Regions from separate parts of the Pan troglodytes genome. Here regions 1, 2 and 4 are each linked to region 3. A link is a contact called in public HiChIP or PLAC-seq data. All regions are on one chromosome and are shown on one strand. Each heading gives the region's core, a stretch centred on a gene start, on an enhancer-like site or on the middle of the called end of the contact. The rest is flanking DNA. Distances are from core to core; before and after follow the strand shown. Region 1 holds the start of ANKRD60 (ankyrin repeat domain 60). Region 2 holds the start of VAPB (VAMP associated protein B and C). Region 3 holds the start of NPEPL1 (aminopeptidase like 1). Region 4 holds the start of LOC100612020 (serine/threonine-protein phosphatase 4 regulatory subunit 1).

Region 1 (4,014 bases), core at 357-2,856, 420 kb before region 3:
ATATGGGGTCTTGAGGTGGGCAGCGTTTGTTTCAGATTTTGGCATCCTTGTGTGGACATGGTTGTGGAGGATTCGGGGTTCTAATAGTCATATAATTAGTCTGGCAATTTGGGATTTCAGATTTAGCCAGGTTTGTTCTTGGTTTTGGGGTCCTAAACTGGACAGAGTTTGTTTCAGCTTTGACCTCTTTGCGTGGACACAGTTGTTGAAGGATCTGGGGTTCTGAGGTAGTCATGGTTAGCCTGGAGATTAGGGGTTGAGTCTTGGGCTGGTTTGTTGATTTTGGGGTCCTGAGATGGACAGGGTTTGTTTTGATTTGGCATCCTTGCAAGACAAAAGTGGCTGGAAAATCTGGGGTTCTGAGGTAGTCATGGGTAGCCTGGAGATTTGGGGTTCAGTTGGGCATGTTTGCTCTGGATTTTGGGGTCCTGAGGTGGTCAAGGTTTGTTCAAGCCCTGGCATCCTGGGGGGGATGTGGTAGCTGGAGGATTTGGGGTTCTGAAGTAGTCATGGTTAGCCTAGAGATTTGGGGTTTGGTGTTGGGCAATTTTGTTCTGGATTTGTGGGTCCTGAGGTCAGCAGGGTTTGTTTCAGGTTTGGCATGTTTGCGTGGACATGGTTGGCTAGAGGATTTGGGGTTCTAATGTTCTCAAGACCAGCATGGAGAAGGACTTGGGGTTTGCTTTGAGTTTGGGGTACTGACATGGGCAGGCTTGCCTTGGGTTTGGGGGTTCTGCTGAGGACAGGCTTTGTTTCAGACAAGTCTTACATGAACAGAGTTGGCTTTGGGACCTGGGTTCCTTATGAAGACATGGGGAGCCTGAGGGTCTGGCTTCTGGGGGGTCCTGGCTTGGACAGGATTTGCTCAGGGTTGGCAGATGCAGCCCGATCCAGGCAGGACCTGCTTGTGGATTAGGGTCCTGCTGTGGACCAGGTTTGCCTTGATTGGGAGTCCAATTTGAACGCCGTGTGTTTGAGATTGGGAAGTCCCTCTGTGGCCAGGACCCTAAGTGGCCCTTCCATCTGGGTTTCAGGGTGGTTGGGTTTCAGGGGTTTGCTTTGACATCTGGGGTTTCTCACGTAAGCAGGCTTCCCTTTGGGAATCCACTTCAGAAGTGGACAGGGTGCCCTTGCATGTGGCCAGGGAAGGAGTCAGGGCAGGAGCCACCTTCGTCGAGGTACTGGAGCCGCTGGAGGTTGAAGGGGATGCCGACCATCAGGTCCAGCTCCTCTTTGAGCTCCCGCACGGTCATGTCGCCGCGGCAGTTTGCCACTCGGAACATCTCCCCCGTCTCCTCCAGCCGCACCCGCAGGACGAAGACGTCAGGGGCCAAGTCGGGCAAGGCACTCGCGGCCTTCGGGTCACAGACGAGCCGCTGGCTCCGGCCGCGGGCACAGGCCAGGGGCTGCGCGGGGAGAGCCCGCGAGCCCGCCGAGCCCGCCGAGCCCACCCTGGGCCCGCCGCACCCCTGAGCCCCGGCCCGCGCACCGCTCCTGCGTCCCGCATTGGGGTGCAGGCGAGAGGCGCCCCCAGTTGGCCCCGCCGCCCGCGCTCCGCCCGCCCCCGCCGCCGCCCGCCGCATAGCCCAGGCGCGGCCGCGCGTCATCCGCGGCTCGAGTGCGGTGGCCACGCGTCATCGCCGCCCCCGCCCTGACGCCCCAAGGCGGGCCCATGCCCCCCCCCGCCCCACTGTGACGCCCAGGCCCCGCCAGGACCGCCCCCTCCAGACGCAAGGCGAGGCCCCTCCCTGCCTGCCGCCCGAGCCCCCAGGGAGACCGATGGGCGGGCGGCCCCCCAAGGTCTCGCAGTCCTTTCCCGCTCCGCGATGAACAAAGCCGCAGTTTCACGTGGCCGCGGGAGACGGTTCTTAAATAATGGAACAGGACATAAGTGCTTCCCAGAGCAACCGGGAGATTTATTGATAAATACAGAGACATCGCCGGGCGGCCACGCTCCGACAACCGGCACTGGGCCCCCCGTCCCGAGCTCAGGCCACGTCCCCACCTCCTCGAAGCCTCCAAGCTGCTGTTAATGTCAGTTCTTTTCACCAGGCAAACGGAAGGGGCATTCTTGCTGCTGTTAGGAAACGGTTACCACTTCTCCGTGTCTGTTTAAAATAGGATCTTTGCATAAATTGGGATAAATTACCTGGAGGAATTACACGTAAACAAGGCTGTAAATCACCATTGCATGCATGGCCTGCAGAGTTGTAAAGTGCAGATTTTCGTTATAAAAACACTTCTAGTATGAATGAAAAAAAAAAAAAAAAAACCACCACCATTTCATAAACATGACTCCCTGCAGCCGATCTGGTCCCGACTTGGGGGTGGATCCCAGAAGTGGGAGACAGCCTTCCATGGAAACTTGCAAAACTGCACCAAAATCTATCAATTTTGAAAATGCTCTTGAATTCTTGGCGGAAGAAAGATACTGATAAACACATTAAGTGGGGAAATGCTCCCTTGAGAAAGGCTGGGCTGGCTCTATGAAGACACCTTTGGAGTGAGCTATGCCTGGGAGAAACCCATCTGTGCTTTTCCATTCATTCGCCGGAGATGAGGCTGAGTGTTCAAGTAAACAGGAAGCTTACCTGTGGTGGTCAAATTACAAACACTCAACATGGCACCCATGAATAATTAGAAAATACAAGCGCCGAAGTGATGGGGGCGGGAGCTAGGAGGGCAAGGGGAAACAGAACAATCTTGGAAAAATCTCGGTTGTTGCAAAAAAAAGAATAAAATGTACGCTTAAAAATTATTTTTACAGAGAAATTACAGCCATAAAAAATATCTTTGCATTGGAAAGGCACTCATATTATAGAAAAATGTTAACATATAAACGGAAATTGTAAAGGTTAGATTATTTACCAAAGAGTCTCTACAATCTCTCCAAGCATGTTGTGATTCAGCATGCAAATTATACACATCACAACACAAACTGAAGCTCATTTTTTTCCTTAACGGAAAATTAAGCTCTGAATAGAATACAAGATTCCAGTTGAATAATTCTACTCGCTGCTAGATCAACAGATTTTAACAAAACAATCTCAATTTGCGGGCAATAAAAAAAAATTAAAAATTCCTGGTTACCAAAGCAAAACAATATCTCCATTTACTTTAGGCAAGAATTAAACACACGATGGATTGACTGATTTTTTTTTTAATATGTAGCTTCTGATTTATTAACTCACTTTTTGCCGACGCTGCGTAAATGCTACCCTGGGGTATAATTTGCAATTCTCACATATGTACCTTATTATTATTTTGGCATGGTGTATATACGCCTATCTTTCTTTTAAAAGAATCAGTTAAATGGAATTTGGAGGTGGGAGTCACATCCTCTATACTAGAAAATTCAATACATAGCTTCAAGAATTTCATTTAAAAATAAAGACAAGACAAACAAGAAAAAGACCAAAGGGCAGAATAGAAATAGCTTACAAGCCCTTAGCAGAGCTAGCTCTTGAACCCCAAATGGGCTGTTTCCTCCTTCCTTCCCTTATCCTACCTTTGAGAACATAAAAATAGAAACACGAAAAATGACATGTGCATACATGTATGTAAAATTTGTTCAAATGGTTAGAAAATCTTAAATTACTGATTTAAAAAACCTGGTTAAATTCTAGAGCATCTTTCTCTTAGTCTAAATTTGAAACGCATGAAATCTAAGTGATGTGTGCTTAAGTCAATTTGAAGAGTATATAATGTGACCCCCGAAGTCACAGGTGCGTAGAACTTGTGGGCAGGTTCTGATCAGAACTAGGTTTTCCTTTTTTTGGTTAAGATTCTAAAGCATTAGATATAAAGTCAATATCCATGCATCTCAGTTATCAATTTCCCTCCCAAGTTTTTAAACATATAGCATATCCATATAAAAATGGAAAAACCTCAGTTATCCATTTCCCTCTCAAGTTCTTAAACATATGACAGCATATCCATATAAAAATGAAAAATCTTTCAGCTTTATGCCTCTATCAAAGGCCAACACATATCTTCATGGAAACAGTTCCTGTC
Region 2 (4,085 bases), core at 331-2,830, 260 kb before region 3:
CAGTGAGCCACGATCATGCCACTGCACTCCAGCATGGGCAACAGAGCAAGACCTCATCTCCAGATAAATAAACAAATAAATAAAATAAAAACAACAAAAGGCAAAAATGAATCCATTTGCAGATGAACAGAAACTGAGAGGATTTGCACCAACAAAGCTACAAAAAAATAAAATTTAAAGGATTTACTTCAGGCAAAAGGAGAGTGATCCTGTTGGTGACAGCTGAGATGCAAGAAGAAAAGGTGGACAAAAATGGTAATTGTGTGGCTGAATCTAAACTAATGTTGACTGAATAAAACAATTTAGTAATGTCTCTTGGGGTTACAATGGCAAAGATTAAACTTAACATACACTACATTAAGGTGTATAATTTAGAGGATGGGTGATTAAAGTACTCCAAAGTCTTTATATTTTAAGGAAACAGGGTAAAGACATTTTTACAAATATTTAAAGATATTGGACTTTCACAAGGTAAGTATGCATGCCCAAAAGTTTGAAGTAACCACTAAAACTTAGAAATAGAGTATACAGGTGAAGAAAATCAGAATGAGAATAAAAATAAACCCTAAAGAAGAAAGGAAAGGGGAAAAAAAACAGGCAGGACAAATAGAAATAACAAAATACAATGGTAGAAATAATTCCAGATATATTAGTAAATATAATAAATGTAAATGGACTAAATGCTCCAGTTAAAATACAAAGACTATTCTTTTAAAAAACCTTTTTATCATGAAAAATTTCAAGTATACAGCAAAGTGGGAGAAACAGTACAAGAAAACCATATACCTGCGATGTAGAGTCAGCCATTGCTAGCAATTTGCCACATTTGTCTCACCTATATCGGTATGTATAGGAGACTATTAAGAACACCTATTTAACTTCCATAGTAAAATAATATAATGAAATACAATTTAAACGGTAATCATGATGTACAGTATCCACTTTTGAGGTCAAGCAGATCTGGATTCTCCAGCAATTTTTAATTATTTAACTTACGTGTGTGGTTATTTATTCAAAAGATGTCTCTTCACTAGGCTATAGTAAAAGGATTGGAATCAGGTTCGCTTTTCTGATCATTGTATTTCTAAATATTTGTTGCATACACAAATAGAATTTACTAGTAAAGAATTCAGCACAGTGCCAGTTGCATAGTAAACATTTAACGTAGAGTAGCTTGTATTTATTGTAGTTGCTGTTGTTATTGGAAGCATTCAGTAGAGTGATACAAAATAAATAAGCAATAATTGGTAGTTTATTATATTTATAATTATTATTTACAAGACGTCACAGTGCCTAGCCCATATCACTCACCCATAAACATTATACTTATACTAAGTACTTTCACTATTATTCAAAGTCTCTAACAGTGCCTGGCACTACATAAGCAAGAGAAAAGTGGAAGTTTATTCTAATTGTTATTATTGAATAAAGCACTTAACACGAAGCTGGCCCCCAGCGGGCCCTTAATAGTTTCCGCGGTGGCTGTCGTAGCTGGACTACTGACCCCGCCTCCTGAGCGGCCCGAAGCCCCGCCCCTTGCTGCCCCGCAGTCCCGCCCCCGTGGCTTGTGCCGCGCCCGCGCACTGTCCCGGAAGGGGCTCTACGCGCGCAGCTTTAGTCCCCGCCCCTGGAGCCGGCGGCGCAGGGCGCAGCTTCCCGCCGCCAGAGCGGGCCAGCCTGCTGCGTGCGTGCGTGTGTACGACTCTGCGTGCGTGCGTGCGTGCGTGCGTGCCGTCAGCTCGCCGGGCACCGCGGCCTCGCCCTCGCCCTCCGCCCCTGCGCCTGCACCGCGTAGACCGACCCCCCCCAGCGCGCCCACCCCGTAGAGGACCCCCCGCCCGTGCCCCGACCGGTCCCCGCCTTTTTGTAAAACTTAAAGCGGGCGCAGCATTAACGCTTCCCGCCCCGGTGACCTCTCAGGGGTCTCCCCGCCAAAGGTGCTCCGCCGCTAAGGAACATGGCGAAGGTGGAGCAGGTCCTGAGCCTCGAGCCGCAGCACGAGCTCAAATTCCGAGGTAAGCCCCAGAGGCCGCCACCTTCCTGCCCGCGGCCTCCGCCCCAGTGCTGGAAGGACGGAGCCCGGCGCGGCGGGTGACGTCGGCCCTCGTCCCCACCCCGACGGCGCTGTCGCGGGGGGCGGCGAGGCCGGGCCGGGCCTTGGCGCTCGCCGCGCTCCCCAGAACTGCCCGGAGTGGCCGGGACCCGAGAGGGCTGGTGCGGGAGCCGGGGCCTGCGCCTCCTCCCCGACCCCCAGCCTCCTGGGACTTGCCTTCGAGGCACTTGTCACTTTGTAACTTACCAGTTTGTGATCCTCTCTAGTGTGAGCCTCCGCCGCTGCCTTTGCCTAGAAGTTTCTTCCCCTGCTCTGTGACAGTGTTGACCTCAGGTCTTAGCTTAGTTGAGGTGTCACCTGCTCAGAGAGGCCTGCTGTGACCACCCAGCCACCGTGCACACCTGCTGTCATTCCGTATTCCGTCACTGTTTCGTGGTCAGCACGGCACTTTTCATACCCAAAATCACTGTTTCAATACTAGAAGGGAAACTGCATGAGGACAGGCTCTTGTCAGTTCGCTGCTGTGTACCCAGCACACATTATACGCCTAGTAAATAAATACCTGTTGAACCAACAGATGAACATGTTGAACCAACAAATGAACCTCCTCAGGACTTCTGATGGGATTGGGCCCATTTTCCTTTCACTGTGTCCCTCATGCTGTCTCCTGGATGCGGCGCAAGGAGGCTGCCAGGGTGCTGGGATCCTTTTTCTCCGCAGAGCTGTCTGGAGCAATACCTGCGGCGATGGGAAGCCATGACCCTGGTTTCTCCCAGATACTATTACCTCTGTAATTTGTGCCTTTATGTTTTCTATGTTGTTACTTTTGTTTTTGTTTTTTTCCTACCTTCACCAGGGCTACGAGGTAAAAGTTCTTGTCTGACATGCTCATTCTTTCTTTTTGCGTGTATCCAGTGATGTGGGAGGCTCTGGGGAGGTGATGGATGCACAAGACAGATAAGGCCTCTGCTCTCACAGAGCTTACCTTCCGACGAGGACAGACAAACCAACACACAAGATCATTGCAGATAGTGCTAAGTGCTGTGTAGGAAATGGAACAGTCTGACTCCATGGAAGCGTACTTTAGATTGGAAGGCCAGGTCTCCACTATATCGCTAGCACCGGACTCACAGTAGATGCTCAGTTGGTATTTATGAAGGAATGAATGGCCAGAGGCTCTCCAGTTTATATGTCCTATTGGGAAGTAGTGTAGGGTAACTTACCCAAAGTTACCCAGTTGGCAAATGGTACATTTGAACCCAGACTTCAGAGTTCACGCTCTTAACCGTTATGCTGTCTGATCGCTGGGAAATACTCCAGAACGGTGGCTGTCACTTTGCCTTCCAAGTTAACAATGTGAAATAACTCTGAATTTACAGAGAACCAAAGGCTTTCCAATTAAAATGAAAAACCCGAAAAACCCCACCAAACCTACCGTGGATTGTAATTCCAGGATAGTACTTGAGCTTTCATGATGTTCTCATGGCCTTCTGGGGATGCCAGATTGGGAAAGAAGTCCAGGTAGCTAAAGTGAAAATAGTGAGCCATAGTTTCCACTTGAGTTGTCTGAAGTTCTTTCTCTATCTGGGAGGCCTGGCTTGGCTTCTCCCGATAATTGGTGGGTTCATTCGGTTAGTCCACAAACATTTACTGAGTACCTGATCTGTGTGTCAGATACCCAGAGAAGCCAAGTCATATCAGCTGTACTCTCCCATTTTCCCTCAACCTCCTCCCAGTACTTTAGGGAAGGGGGCAGATAAGAATAACAGCCAGGACAGGACAATGATGTAGGGTAGTCCAGAGTGCTCCAGGAGCATTGAGGAGGTCAACTCCTGAAAGAGGTGTCATTTGAGCTCAGTTATAAAGGTCGAGTAGAAGAAGGCTCAAAGAAGGAAAGGGTGGGGAACATTTCAGACAGAGGAAATTGCATGCACAGAGGCACAAACACTGAGATGACTGGGCTCCTTTGGGATGCCACTAGTAGTTTTTTTTTTTTTTTTTTTTTTGAGATAGAGGTCTCACTCTGTCACCC
Region 3 (4,133 bases), core at 603-3,102:
TGGGGAGATAGGAAGAGAGTGGGGACCATGTTTCTAACCTGATTCTCCTACCGACGACCAGCTCAGTTATTATTTACAAATACCTGTCCCCTAAAGGGGGGAGCGGGGTTGGGGGGGCTTGGCCGTGCTACTGGGGTCAGAGCTCGCAGGGGGCTTCTGCCGCGGTGTGGGGACAAACTCTCCCTTATTGGGCAAATATTTTCCGGGGCGCTACGCTAAGCACACGGGCTCCCCGAATTTCCCTCCCCAGGGCCTCTGTCTTTGGATGGCCTGTCAGCAAGTCCCTGCAGCCTCCAGCCCGGCCCGCGCGGCGACCCAGTCCCCTGTCGCCCGAATCTTCCACCGCTGCGAAGCGTCCCCGGGCGAGCGCCCTGCTCTCCGCGCTGCGCGGAAGCCAGAGCCGGTCCTCACAGTGAACTCGCCCAGCCCTGCTCGCGGCTCTCTCGATTTTATGTGGGTTTCGTTGGATGCATTTTGTTATTTGACTCAATGGATGTTTCACATTAATTTTTAGTTGCACAACGAACGCGCGGGAACATTCTCCGTGAGAGAAAAAGCACGGGTGGGGGGCGGTTACCGGCTCTTCCCCCGGTCGCCTGGGGGTCCCGCACGCGCCCCGCGGGTGCCGCTGTCTGGCTGGGGTCCCTGGGTGAGCCGCGGGCACCGGCTTCGCGTCTCCCCGGGCGCGACTCCGCTTTGCAAGCGCTCAGCACACGGGAAACCCTCGGAAAACACACACGTGTGTAAAGTTTGTTCCACGCAGAAACAAAGGACGCGTGGGGGCCGCTTCTGGGCCTCGGTCCTTTGTTGGAACCCCGCACCGCAGCCCGGCCCGCAGCCTCGCCCCGCAAGGGGAAGCCGGCCCTGCACAGGCCCGGGGCCCGGAAGGCGCCGCCGCACAGTTCTGCGCCCCCGACCCGCTCCGGCCGCGCGCTGGGCCAGGCCCTTGGCCTCCAGCCTCCCGGGCGGCTCCGGGCCGGACCCGGGTCTCCGTCGCGGGGCGCCAGCCTGTTTGTGGGTGCCGTGCTCGGGCCCGGGCGGCCCCTGCCCGACGCGGCCCCGCGGAGCCCCTGCACGAACCCAGCCGACCTGGCCCGGGGCGGCAAGTCGAGGTGCTTAGGACACCCCGGGCCCGGCCAAGCGTGGAATACCGGGCCCGGGGCACGGGGGGGCGCGGGGGTCGCAGGGCCAGGGCCCAGGCAGAGAACAGAGATTTTTTTCGCGGGGAGGGGGGTGGGAGGTGTCAAAGTTTTCGGGGGAACTTTTCCACTTGAGATTCCACGACCCTGCAGTGCCCCCTACAGAAAGCGGCAGCTGGGGAGGGCGGGCGCCCCCGAAGACCCCCGACTGCCAGCGGCGGCGCGGCCAGGCTGCCTGGAGTTCTCGCTTCCTTTTTTTTTTTTTTTTTTTTTTCTTTTATTTCCTCCTGGTTGTTTGTCGGATACATCTTTTTCCAGAGTGGGAAAAAAAAAAAAAAAAAAAAAAAAAGCGAGCGCCGCCGCCTGCAGTAGAGCGTGCTCGGCCTGCAGAGGCAGTCGTCTCCAACTTTTCCTCTCCCGCTCCAACTCCCCGCGCCCAAAACTTCAGTTCTTGGGGAGCCCAAATTTGCCTGCCGCGCAACTTCCACTCTAATTCAGGGACCAAGGGCCCTGGCAGCGGTTTGCAGCCTGGGGGCCACGCTCCCCAGGCTCAGGCCTGCTCGTTGGCCTGCTCCTAGTGCCTGGACCCAGTTGGGGGAGGCGAAACAGGGCGCCCGAGGAGCACCCCGGGAGAGGGCGGAGCACTCCCGTGCCCCGGGGCAGGAGTGCAGGGAGCTCCCGCGCCCGGAACGTTGCGAGCAAGGCTTGCGAGCGTCGCAGGGGGGCACTCGCGAGGGACGGACAGGAAGAGGGCCAGGGGGGAACGCCAGAACCCGGGACCACAGCACGGAAACGGCCCGGGGCTGAGCTGCAGTCAGATCCGGGGATGGAGGGAGCCGGAGAAGAGGAGTGAGAAGGCCGGGGAGGCAGGCCCTGCTGTCTTCCTGCAGGCCGGCAGCCTGCTGGCAGTGGAGGACCAGGCCGTCCAGGAAAGGAAGGGGTCAGGAGGTCGGGCAGGGCCTCAGCAGGTTCAGACAAGTCCCCAGAAGGGAGCTGCAGGCGCCCTCGAGTCCAGGCCCCAAGCCTGGCTCCGGTTGTCCAAAGAGGGCCTAGGCCAGGCCTCTGGTGCGGAAACTGAGTCACAGCCAGACCTCACGGCACGGCCTAGACGCTTACGAGCCAAAGTTAGGGGTAGAGAGCAGAGACCTTTGGGGGGTCTCAGGGAGTAGGGGGCTTCAGGGCCTCCCAGTCTAGAGCCGGATTGGCGAGTTAGACGCTTGTAGATCCAAGGTTGGATTGGGGTGGGGGTCTCTGGGACGTTGGATCGCTACGCAAGGATTGGGGGGATTCAAGTGCTTAGAGATCGAAGTCTGTCCTGGGTAGGGGGAGTCAGACAATTGGAAAGCCTAGGTAGTTATTTGGGGAGGGGTCTCTACGCCTTGGCGAAGCGCACAGCTGCATCTTTTTGGCTTGAGGCCTGAGGCCTTGTCGAGAAGCTTCCGTGAAAGGGTGGGCCAGCCGGGCCACGAGAAAGAAAGTGAATAAATCAGGAATATAAGTGGGCGGGGGGCCCCTGAGAGGGGGGTCGCAAAGGGTGAGACATGGCCACCAGGCGTTTAACCGACGCTTTCTTGTTGTTGCGGAATAATTCCATCCAAAACCGGCAGCTGTTAGCCGAGCAAGTGAGTAGTCACACCACCTCCAGCCCTCTGCATTCACGTAGCATTGCTGCGGTGAGTCTCCTGGCGGCCTCTCCGACACACGGACCGTGTGCACTGCGGCTCTGCCTGTTTGTCTGTCTCTGTCTGTCTCTCTGTTTAAAAAAAGAAGATAAGAATAATAAGACTAAGAATAATAAGATCTCTTGGCTAGAGTCAGGGGGCATCTGTAGCCCTGGATGGGGAAGAAGCGGTGCTGTGAGGCCGCAGCTCCACCTCTGCCCCGTCTTCTCCTCACTTCCGCAGCACCCCCCCCGCACCCCCCGCCTTGGCGTCACTGCGCTACAGGCCGCCTGTAATTTACATATGTTTTAACGCTAACATTGGGAAGCATTGGGCCTTTCTGAAGCCTTTTTGTTTCGTTTTGTTTGAAGCTCCCCTCCCCCCAGTAATGAGCCTCGGTTTGGTCCTAATGGCTGGGTCGCGGGATCGTAGACCCAAATCCTTGCAAAATGAACGACTCCCTCCCCTCAAAGAGGAGGGAGTTGTGTTGTTGTTTTGTTTTGTTTTTCCGCCCGTTTTCTTTTAACGGCCCCGCAGCCCTCTGTGTGGCCTTGTTCCCTGTGAGTAATTGCCTCACTGTTCTTCCTGGGGGCTTGCGTTTGTGAGACTCAAGGTGCTAGCCTCTTCACTTTCCATTTCCCAGACAGGAAATTAAGCTTTCCTCTCCATTCGAACTTTTTAAAAAAAGCCTGAGGAGGTATATGTGAAAATTAACCCCGTAAAATAGCACTTTTTTTTTTTTAATTAACCAGAACCTTTAGTTAGCCTAGCAGTAGCGTTTTTTAAGGGTGGTCCTGGAAAAATTACTGTTTGGGGTTTGTTTTTAATGGGGGCTACTTTTCCCTTTCTGAGCCTCAGTTTACTGCTCTGTTAAATAAGGGGCGAGTCTGGATGATCTATACCAGACAGTGATCGTTAGCTCTGTAATGTCTTCAATTGAAAAGTGAAGTTATGAAACTGGCTGTAGTTCAGGCTACCTGCTGTAGGCAGGCTAGGTTGGAATAGAAGCAGCGTTGGAACAGGCGGGGAATAGCCATCCCAGGACCACATTCTTGGGGGTTATACTTGATATTAGGCAATTTTGGAACATTCATTTCACCTCTTAGGGACTGTATTGCCAGTTTATTTTTTTCTTTATGGCTTTATCTAAATGCTTCAGGAAAATTTTGCCATATGTCATGATTATCATGTCTACAAAGACAGTTTCTCCTTTTTGTAAGTCACAGGTGGAGAATGTCTTTGGCCATATAACTGATAGAAAAGTCATTTAAAGCCGTGTGAGCGGTTTCAGGAATAAAAGCATGTAAACTCAGGTCAAACAGCCTAGAACTAG
Region 4 (3,613 bases), core at 487-2,986, 340 kb before region 3:
GAAGTCCGTGCAACTCCGTGGCCGGCCACACCGAGAGGGGGACCTCCCAAACCCCCCAGCAGTCCTAAAAAGTCCCTAGGAAAAGGGCAAGGCCCTGAGAGGGAAGTCACCCACCTCCCAGGTAGCGGACCCCCCGCCCGCCCGGGGTCGACTAGGACTTGGGACTGCCCCTTCCGCCCAACCCACGGCAGCTGCAGGCGCAGGAAGAAAAGAAGTGACAGGAAGTCCAGAGTTTCCCCAACAACAAAAATCCTTCCCCCGAGGGAAGGGAAGGGCTCCCACCCTCAGCCCGCCCCGCCCAGGGAGGAGGGACCACCACCAGTGGATCTAGGCAGTTGGGGGTCCCGATGTTCTGGTCCCGACAAGGAGGGCCTGGCTTGAGGTTCCCCCGCCCCGCGCTTCGTGCACTCTGAATTCTTTGAGAGGGTCCCAGGGAGGGACAGGGGTGCCCCAACTCTTACTTACAGTCGTCTAAGTCATCCTGCAAGTCCACAAAGTACAGGGGGATCTCTGAAAACCAAGAAACACACAAGGAGTTACCAGGGGGCTGCGGCGAGAGGGGACGGGGTCGGGCAGGGGCCCCTCGGCCTCGCGGGGTGGTCACGGGGCGAGAGAGAGAGGGGCACCCCTGGCATCCCCCGAGCCCAGCCCCACTCACCCGCCATCTTGGGATGGGCATGGAGGCGGGACCGGCAGGGGCGGGGCCCTGTAGACAGGGGCGGGGCCCTGTAGACAGGGGCGGGGCCCTGTAGACAGGGGCGGGGCCCTGTAGACAGGGGCGGGGCCCTGTAGACAGGGGCGGGGCCCTGTAGACAGGGGCGGGGCCCTGTAGACAGGGGCGGGGCCGTCGGCTTCGGGCCCCGCCCCCGATCCGCGCCGGCCGGCCGGCCCCGCCCTCTCAGCGAAGGTGGCTGCCGAGGTGGGCGGGGAGGTCAGGTGACGCGGCCGGCGTCCCAAGATGGCGGCGGCGGCGGCTCCCGGAAGGCCGCGGCGGCGTCCCGGCTGCTAAGGCGGGCCCCACGCGGCTGGCAGCGGACAGGCCGGACCTACGGCCGGAGGACGGGCGGCAGCCGCCTCTGCGCGGACCGGGGCTGGGCCGTGCGGCGGCAGCGGCGCCAGGGGATGCTCTTGCTGGGCCTGGCCTCTCCCTTCTCAACTTAGGGCGGCGGCGGGCCCGCGCCCCTGGCTCCCGGGCCATGGCGCTGAGGGAGCTCAAAGTGTGTCTGCTCGGGGTGAGTGGCGACGGGTCCGGCCGGGAGGGCCACGGGAGGCTGGGCTGGCGGGGACCCCGGATCCCCCCTGTCCCCTCATCCCTTCCCCCCTCCCACGTCCGAGACGCTGTCTGCCAGCCCCGTGGACCCTCCCTCCAGCTCGGGAGCCGTCCCGCCCACCTCTTGCACCCTCGAAAAGGTCCTGGAGGCCGAAGGGACCCTTCCCCTTCCCCTCCCTGGAGCCCGTGGACTCTTCCCGCCCCACAAAGAGCAAACAGCCCCCCCTTGCCTCTCTATTGCATCTGGGTTAAGAGAGGTTCTTAAATAGTTTTCTCCCAACTTACCAAGGTATTATTGGGAGTTGGCCAAGTCTTCCAAAGTAAAACCAATAACAGGTCTTTAGGTTTTACAAGCAGCATTAGCCTACTTTGTCTCTTGGGTGTTTTTGAACTTGTGGGATACCCCTGCCACTTCTCCAAAGAGTTACTTTGCCAAGTAACTCTTCCTGTGGAGAAAAGGGGTGTTCAAATCAGGAAGCCCCAAAGACTAGTTTGAAGCTTCAGCTTCCTGTCTTGTCAGGAAAGACAAGGTGTTGGCCATTTCAAAGCCTTCTTTCTGAAATTGATGCTGTCATTCCAGAGTTTCTGCCTTAAAGATCGGCAGGAACTCCAATAACTAATCTTTATTCCCCCAAATAGGGTGGGGCTAGGATTCATCAGGGATTACTCAGAGGTAACTCAGGAGTTCAAAGTTTACTAACATATGTTAAAAAGCAAGTGGACTTGTTACTTTTTACACGAAGCAGAAACTTTGGGTCTCTCAAAAGGTCCTAATCTGTCTTAACGGCAAAAACCTCTCCCTTTTAGTACAGTTGGAATTTCCTAATTACTCTACTGAATTTTTATGACAACCGCTTTTGTGTTCCTCCGTTTATAAAATTTACACGTCTAGGGTGATTTTTCTAAAATCCTGAACTTATGCCACAAAGTAGTTTTTGGTGTCTGCCAAAAGGTAAACTTTTTCTCAGTCCCTCATCTCGTTCTCTTTCAGGATACAGGTGTAGGTAAATCGAGTATTGTGTGGCGGTTTGTGGAAGACAGTTTTGATCCAAACATCAACCCAACAATAGGGTAAGAGACTTTTATTTGATACACATCTAAAGGTACATTGAAAATCCTTCCAAATACATAGTGTGTTACAGGTGTAGGCCCTGCGCTTTGTAGTCATTGAATTCTGAGTCGCTGGTTCGCATCATCTCTGGAAGGACTTGAAAGAGTCCAGTGAGGATCTGTGTATTTTAGGAAAATTATCTTCGGACTTGTTGGGGGTGAGAACTTCAAAATGCAAGTATGAATTGGAGTTCTACTAATTTTTAGAACAGACACAGAAGCTTCGGTCTATAAATATCAACAACAATTACACCTTGAAATAAGGCAGATGAAAATAGATCCTGGTGCTATTCTTTCAGGCATATCAAGTAAAAGACATTTAAATGGTTTTTGTCCTTCCTGAAAGTAGTAGGTTGAGATCTGAACCCTTACACATTCCTGTACTGGTAGTAATAATAAATTAATAAATTCATATTGAAATGGAAGGTTTTTTCAGTTCTCTGGTTCTATGGATAAGTAAAGTTGATTGTTCATATGTTTTTGACGCTAAAGAAAACTTTTCATTTCGCAATACTAATCCTTTGACTACATAAGAAGTTGTGTTTTATAGGCTTTAATATTATGTTAACCTTATAAAACTAAATAGGTGCTGTGCTCTAGTTTTATCATCAAACCCTCAAATGGTTTCCAGCATTTAAAGAAAAAATCTATGTTATCCATCATTAGGATAAAATTGGCCTTTGTGCTCTATGCAGATCATTCTTTGACTAATAGAGAAATATTTTACAGCCCAGGAGAGAAACTGCCATAAGATTGTCCCCTGAGAAATTATGAGCTCCTGCTGACAGAGGTTATTTATTGATTTTTTTGAGACAGAGTTTCGCTCTTTTTGCCCAGGCTGCAGTGCAATGGCGCAATCTTGGCTCACTGCAACCTCTGCCTCCCGGGTTCAAGCGATTCTCCTGCCTCAGCCTCCTGAGTAGCTGGAATTATGGGCGCCCACCACCACGCCCAGCTACTTTTGTATTTTTAGTAGAGACAAGGTCTCACCATGTTTGCCATGCTGGTCTCGAACTCCTGACCTCAGGTGATCTGCCCACCTCAACCTCTCAAAGTGCTGGGGTTACAGGCATGAGCTGCCACACCTCGCCTATGTGTTCAATATTTTTTGTCTGCTTTTTTTTTTTTTTTTTCCACCCAGGCTGGAGTGCAGTGGCACAATCATGGCTCACTGCAGCCTCAATCTCCTGGGCTCAAGTCATCCTTCCACCTCAGGTAGCTGAGATCACAGAT

The links. HiChIP or PLAC-seq counts read pairs in DNA pulled down with a chosen protein or histone mark.
Region 1: an H3K4me3 HiChIP or PLAC-seq map of stem cell-derived excitatory neurons shows a contact between it and region 3, with 15 times the contacts expected there. The contact joins the promoter of ANKRD60 here to the promoter of NPEPL1 in region 3. A contact is called at or near these places in 2 of 7 Hi-C or Micro-C datasets (blood and stem cell-derived neural progenitor cells) and 1 of 1 datasets of contacts at active chromatin or transcription factors (stem cell-derived excitatory neurons).
Region 2: an H3K4me3 HiChIP or PLAC-seq map of stem cell-derived excitatory neurons shows a contact between it and region 3, with 6 times the contacts expected there. The contact joins the promoter of VAPB here to the promoter of NPEPL1 in region 3. A contact is called at or near these places in 1 of 7 Hi-C or Micro-C datasets (blood) and 1 of 1 datasets of contacts at active chromatin or transcription factors (stem cell-derived excitatory neurons).
Region 4: a contact with region 3 is called in an H3K4me3 HiChIP or PLAC-seq map of stem cell-derived excitatory neurons, with 6 times the contacts expected there. The contact joins the promoter of LOC100612020 here to the promoter of NPEPL1 in region 3. A contact is called at or near these places in 1 of 7 Hi-C or Micro-C datasets (stem cell-derived neural progenitor cells) and 1 of 1 datasets of contacts at active chromatin or transcription factors (stem cell-derived excitatory neurons).

Annotation. Positions count from the first base shown.
Region 1 is chr21:64,519,033-64,523,046 of NHGRI_mPanTro3-v2.0_pri, forward strand. ANKRD60 (ankyrin repeat domain 60) reads right to left here and starts at 1,607. Exons shown (of 4, transcript XM_003317018.4): 1 at 1,169-1,607. The coding sequence starts at 1,607. It overlaps LOC100612020 (serine/threonine-protein phosphatase 4 regulatory subunit 1), which reads right to left. Exons shown (of 20, transcript XM_063802679.1): 20 at 1,896-4,014.
Region 2 is chr21:64,680,074-64,684,158 of NHGRI_mPanTro3-v2.0_pri, forward strand. VAPB (VAMP associated protein B and C) reads left to right here and starts at 1,581. Exons shown (of 6, transcript XM_001135464.6): 1 at 1,581-2,015. The coding sequence starts at 1,958.
Region 3 is chr21:64,943,588-64,947,720 of NHGRI_mPanTro3-v2.0_pri, forward strand. It overlaps NPEPL1 (aminopeptidase like 1), which reads left to right and starts at 1,853. Exons shown (of 19, transcript XM_063802671.1): 1 at 1,853-2,761. The coding sequence starts at 2,681.
Region 4 is chr21:64,599,759-64,603,371 of NHGRI_mPanTro3-v2.0_pri, forward strand. LOC100612020 (serine/threonine-protein phosphatase 4 regulatory subunit 1) reads right to left here and starts at 1,737. Exons shown (of 20, transcript XM_063802679.1): 1 at 1,556-1,737; 2 at 466-510. It overlaps RAB22A (RAB22A, member RAS oncogene family), which reads left to right and starts at 1,078. Exons shown (of 6, transcript XM_016938175.3): 1 at 1,078-1,232; 2 at 2,262-2,341. The coding sequence starts at 1,197.